2 separate regions of the Sus scrofa genome follow, and region 2 is linked to region 1. Evidence: chromatin contacts called from public Hi-C data. All regions are on one chromosome and are shown on one strand. Each heading gives the region's core, a stretch centred on a gene start, on an enhancer-like site or on the middle of the called end of the contact. The rest is flanking DNA. Distances are from core to core; before and after follow the strand shown. Region 1 overlaps RIN3 (ras and Rab interactor 3). Region 2 overlaps LGMN (legumain).

Region 1 (2,833 bases), core at 79-2,578:
TCATCTATAGGACGACTATTAAAAGTAGTCTTTGGATGTCTAGAAAAGTTTTGGTCCATAGTAGATGTTCACACAATACTGGCCAATGAATGCAGGATAAATAACACCTTTGAATGTTTGCTCGATGCCGGGAGCTATTTTGAACTCTTCCAGCAAGTCCTTGAGGTAGTAATGCTTCTGTTGCCCATTTTAAATGTGAGGAAACGGAGGCAGAGAGAGATCTAGCCACTTGCCAAAACCACCAAGCTGGGATCTAACCCAGGCGGTCTGGTTCCCGAGCCCACACTTAAACTGCTAGTCGACGCACCGCTCAAGGCCTAATTGCACACAGCGCCAGGGACAGAATTGGTACCATCGCCCACGAACCTAGTCCGGATGGGAGAACACAGTCCTTGCCTAAGCCTGGCACTGGGCGGGAGGGATGAGCAGAACGAGAGGCCAAGTTGGGCTAGGCCGGGTTCGAGGGCCTGGCTGGGGTAGGGAAAGGGGCTGGATCTGTGAGCCAGAGCCGGTTACAAAGGAAGGGGGAGCGAACTCAGCGCCAGTACCGGGAAGGCCATGGGCTTCCAGAGGCCAGGCCGAGGGATGCTGCGAGCTGGCAGGCAGAGCATCTGAGAAACAAAGTCTGGGAGCCACCACCAGAAAGGCCTCAGCCCTGAAGCCAGGTGCCTCCCCCCGGGCTCCACCTGGGCCCCGGTGGGCAGGTGGACAGCAGAGCGGCTGGCAGGCAGGGCTGGGAACCAGGCAGTGCCTGGCAGCGGCCAAGTGGCAGAAGGGCTGCAGCACACAGGTGTGGAAAGTTTGAAGGCCTTTGACCTGCTCGACCCTTTGATGTGGGCTGTGACGTGTGAACCGAGACAGCCAGACCTGCTCTCCGCGCTTCCGGGGTCCGGAAGACCTGCGTGAGCTGACTTCCCCTTCGTGAGGCTGTGGGCAGGGGCCCTGCAGGCCCTGTCCTGGCATCTTTGGGGCTGACCCACCCAGGGCTGGGGGCTTGGGCTGCACCCTGTGCCCCACCTCATCTTGGGAGGCCTTTTGGTCTCTGGGTGAGGAGACACCCAGGCAGCTTTCTCACAAGAGTGTTCCCAGCGCTGCCCTTGGAGCTGCTGGCACCCCCAGGTCTCGTGCAATTGTTTGGCCTGGGGCACTGGGCTGGAAGCATTTGCCGAGCACTGGCACACTGTCCATGTGAGAGATGCTAATGCTGAAACCAGCCGCCTCTCTTCCATCTCCACGTGACCTCCATTGTCAGCCTGGAGCTGTCATTCAGGTCCTGTGTCCTCCAGAGGCTGGGCCAACAGTGGAATTGGGCGGCAGCTGCAGCTCAGCTTCCACACGTCCAGGAAAGAGCATTTGGCAGAGAGGACGCCACAGAGAAGCTGGCCTGCCTGCCTGCCTTCCCTCAGGCTGTCTGCTGGGGCAGAGCCAGCCTGGCTTGGCAGAGAGCCTTCTGTTGGCACCAGGCCAAGGGTCGGCTGAGTCACAGAATCATGGAGTGCAGAGTGCTAGAAGGACCCTTAGCCCTAGGTCTCGTCTGTGTTCAGGCAATGCACGTGGAGCCCGTGGCAGACATCACTAGGAGATCCCAGCCGTCTTTCTCTGCTGAGCCTTTAGCAGAACCATCCAGGCAGCTGTTGCATGTCAACAGGGGTTCACAGGGAAATCCAGCCTTTCCATTCCCCATCTAGTCCCATCTTCTCATTTTCCTGAAGAGGCTGCTGAACCTAGAGAGGGGAAGGGAGTTGCCTGAAGTTGTGAGTGAACAACACAACCAGACCATGGTCCCCTGCTTTTGAACTCCGGGCCATTTCCTTTATATTATACCCATTCTCCTGATGAATACAGCTTTTGCAGGTCACTACTCATCTCATAAACTCTTATCTCCCTTCCTTTCCACAAGGTGATCCCAACCTCAGAATCTAAAAAGTTTCCTGTAATTCCCCAAGAGTGTTGTATATGTAGCTGCAGAAAAGCTGATGCTGTTTTAGATCATGTTAACAGGAGTAGAAAATCTAGATTGAGGGAGGTGATGGTCATGCTCTTTTCTGAGCTGCTCAGGGCACATCCAGGGAATCATCTCCCTGCTTGAGACTCTGCATTTCAGAGGTGCAAACACAAAAGGATACTCAGCACACTCAGAGAATAAAACTAGTGTAATGAGGGGGCTCAAAACCACTCCATCATTTAGTCAATTGATTTTTCAACAAGGATATGAAGAAACTTCCCTAGGGGAAAGCATAATCTTTTCAACAGATGGTGCTGGGGCGACAGGATATCCAAATGTAAAAGAGTGAGGTTGGACCCTACCTCACACCATACAGAAAAATTAATTCAAAAATGGAACAAAGACCTACATGTAAAATGTAAAACTATTAAAGTCTAAGAAGAAAGTAGGGGTAAATCTTCACGATCTTGGATCAGGCAATGGTTTCTTAAATAGAACACCAAAAGTGGACTTCACTTGTGGCACAGTGGATTAAGGACCCAGCATTGTCACTGCAGCAGGTTGGATTGCTGTGGCGCAGCTTTGAGCCCTGGCCCAGGAACCTCCACATGCCACAGACATGGCCAAAGAAAATAATTATATATATATATGAAACCAAAAGTACAAAGCAAATATATATATATATATAAAACAAAAAATACAAAGCAACAAAAGAGAAAAATAGATAGCTTGGACTTCACCAGAATTAAAGACTCTTGTGTTTCAAAGCACATCCTCACATTTTCACCCAGGAAATTAAAAGGCAGTCCACAGAATGAGAGAAAATGTTTGGAAATCAAACACCTTATAAGGCACTTGTATCTTGAATATATAAAAAACATACAACTC
Region 2 (2,700 bases), core at 91-2,590, 140 kb after region 1:
CTAAAAAGACCAATAAATAAATAAATAAATAAATAATCACCAAATTATAGGACAGGTGAATTGTACGACATGCAAAATTATACCTCAGTAATACTGCCTGCAAAAAATGGTAACTGCACACACTTTTAAAATACATAAAATTAAAGGTGATCTTTCAGAAATGTAGTAACTCTGCCAAAACGCCAAACCACCTTCTCCTTCAGAGCCCCACGGGCAGCAAGGACCTCAAGCCTCCCCCTCACGCCCTCCTCCTAGTGACACCCGGCTCCCATCTGCCTCTCCTCCCAGCTCCCGGCATCCTGAACGTCCTCCCCACGGCCTGTGCAACAGCGACCTTGACGTTCAATCTACTTCACCACCACCTCTCTGCCCCAGCTGGGCCTAAGAGTTTCCTTCTCCATGGGCTCAAATCTCGGCTTTGAAAGAAACCCTCCTCCCGTCCACTCCTCCCCTGGTGACCGAGGTGCTCATTCTGCATCCCTCCAAGCCTGTTGGAAGGCTGGACCACACAGCCGTCCCCAAGTGCAGCTTGCACTGCGGGACCTCTCTCTGCCCTCCACGCGCTGCCGTCTGGGTCTGCCCCGCCACTGCAGGAACCTGTCCTCAAGGCCTTTCCCAGCCTGTCCCACCAGCATCACCCTAGACCAGCTCCCGCTCTGTCACCCACTGATCCCAGGATCCCAACCCGAAATGGAAAACAGAGAAATCCGTTCGGTTTAACTAACGCGGTATAAATAACCATCTTCAAGCGCAGAAAAGCACTCTGCAATGATTTGACTGAGCCTGGTGTATTTTTGAGGGGGACGGGGACCACACCTGCAGCATATGGAGGTTCCCAGGCTAGGGGTCAAATCAGAGCTGCAGCTGCCCGCCAACACCACAGCCACAGCAATGCCAGATCCCAGCCACGTCTGTGAGCGACACTGCAGCTTTTGGCAATGCCAGACGGTTAACCCACGGAGCAAGGCCAGGGATCAAAAAGCAATGCCACATGGTTAACCCACGGAGCAAGGCCAGGGATCAAAGCCTCATCCTTGTGTATACTAGTCCGGTTCTTAACCCATTGAGCCACAACGAGAACTCCGTGCTTGGTATATTAATCCTCCCTAAAGAAATTTGTGATAACGAGTGCTATGTTAACCCAAGGATAATGTAAACTTCTATAAAAATGTTAAGTTTAAAAGTATGTGTAGGTTCTACTTCCACTGGGAAAGTTCTTTCAAATGCTCTCTGAATGCTCAGCCTCCGTCAAGAGAGCAAATGTTGGCAGCTGGCTGAGAAGACACCCCGGCCGGCAGGGACATGGGCTGACCCAGCGATGACTCAGCATCCACATTTCCTCTGCACAGACTGCCTCGGTGCCAACATCCGCCCTCAGTGGGGATGAAGAGTTCAGCCTTCATTCCATTCTGCTGCCCTCATTCCTTTTTTTTTTTTTCGTCTTTTTTAGGGCCGCAACCACGGCATACAGAGGTTCCCAGGCTAGGGGTCTAATCAGAGCTACAGCTGCCAGCCTACGCCAGCGCCACAGCAATGCGAGATCTGAGCCACGTCCGTGACCTACACCACAGCTCACGGAAATCCTGGATCCTTAACCTACTAAGCGAGGCCAGGGATTGAACCCACACCCTTACAGATACTGCTCGGGATCATTACCGCTGAGCCACAGCAAGAACTCCACCTTCATTCCATTTTGATACTGAGTATTTTACCCAAGGAACCTAGCAACACACACAAAAGTTTTCTGGGAGCAAAGGGTAATCAGATTCCTCTTCTTAAAAATGTTTAATTAATGTATTTTTAAATGGTTGTATCAAAACCAGGGTGGCTGATGAAACAGCCCATCCACTGTCCATGACCTGTATTTGATACCCCATCTTTTCTAACGCATGGTGAGAGGAGAAGGAGAAGCTGACCTGGGCAGTTAGTATCAGGTTGCTCCTCTTTAACTGGGGCAGGTCCAGGCTAAATATTAAAAGGAAAAGGGATCATTCTGCCATGATAACAACCTTCCAATCAAGCCAAATTTCCTATTCAGCTAACATACAAAAACCATTCAAGAAATCCATCATTCAATAATCCAGCTACAGACTGGTAGGAAGTTCATCTAAACCAACCCCTACTGAACAGATACGAAAGCTGACACCTCGGGAAACGCACGGGAGGCAGCCCTACCAAGCTGTCGGGGCACCGATGCTAGACCCGAGCGGCACAGACCAGCAGGGCAGCCCCGGGCCACCCTGGTGATGAGCACTTCAAATGTGACCAGTCTGAACCAAACGCATGGTAATGGTGGATGCACACTGCATTTTCGTAACTTTTTTTCCTTTTACAGCCACACCCATGGCATATGTAGGTTCCCAGGCTGGGGCCTGGATGGGAGCTGTTGCTGCTGGCCTATGCCACAGCCACAGCCACAGCCACACAGGATCTGAACTGCGTCTCCGACCTACACCACAGCTCACGGCAACGCCAGATCCTTAACCCCCTGAGCGAGGCCGGGGACTGAACCCACGTCCTCATGGATACTAGTTGGGTTCGTTACTGCTGAGCCACTACAGGAATTCTTCAGTTTCCTTATTTATAAAATGAAGGCGTTGGACCGGTAGGTCTCAACTGGGGACACTTGGCAAAGGCTGGAGACAACGTTGGTTGTTACAATGGGGGGGGTAACCCTCCTGGTGTCTAGTGGCTAGAGGT

The links. Hi-C and Micro-C count contacts between places; a contact is called where the count stands out from the background.
Region 2: a contact with region 1 is called in a Hi-C map of liver, with 1.6 times the contacts expected there. The contact joins two enhancer-like sites. A contact is called at or near these places in 1 of 47 Hi-C or Micro-C datasets (liver) and 1 of 2 datasets of contacts at active chromatin or transcription factors (alveolar macrophages).

Annotation. Positions count from the first base shown.
Region 1 is chr7:114,058,088-114,060,920 of Sscrofa11.1, forward strand. All of the region lies in intron 1 of RIN3 (ras and Rab interactor 3), which reads left to right. Among named protein-coding and RNA genes, the nearest start is that of RIN3, 24 kb to the left of the region's middle. Within about 2 kb of position 1,329, at least 36 of the 83 cell types and tissues checked have an H3K27ac peak or open chromatin away from gene starts, as enhancers often do. A contact at or near this core is called in alveolar macrophages and liver, where this site is marked.
Region 2 is chr7:114,196,406-114,199,105 of Sscrofa11.1, forward strand. All of the region lies in intron 2 of LGMN (legumain), which reads right to left. Among named protein-coding and RNA genes, the nearest start is that of LGMN, 12 kb to the right of the region's middle. Within about 2 kb of position 1,341, at least 38 of the 83 cell types and tissues checked have an H3K27ac peak or open chromatin away from gene starts, as enhancers often do. A contact at or near this core is called in alveolar macrophages and liver, where this site is marked.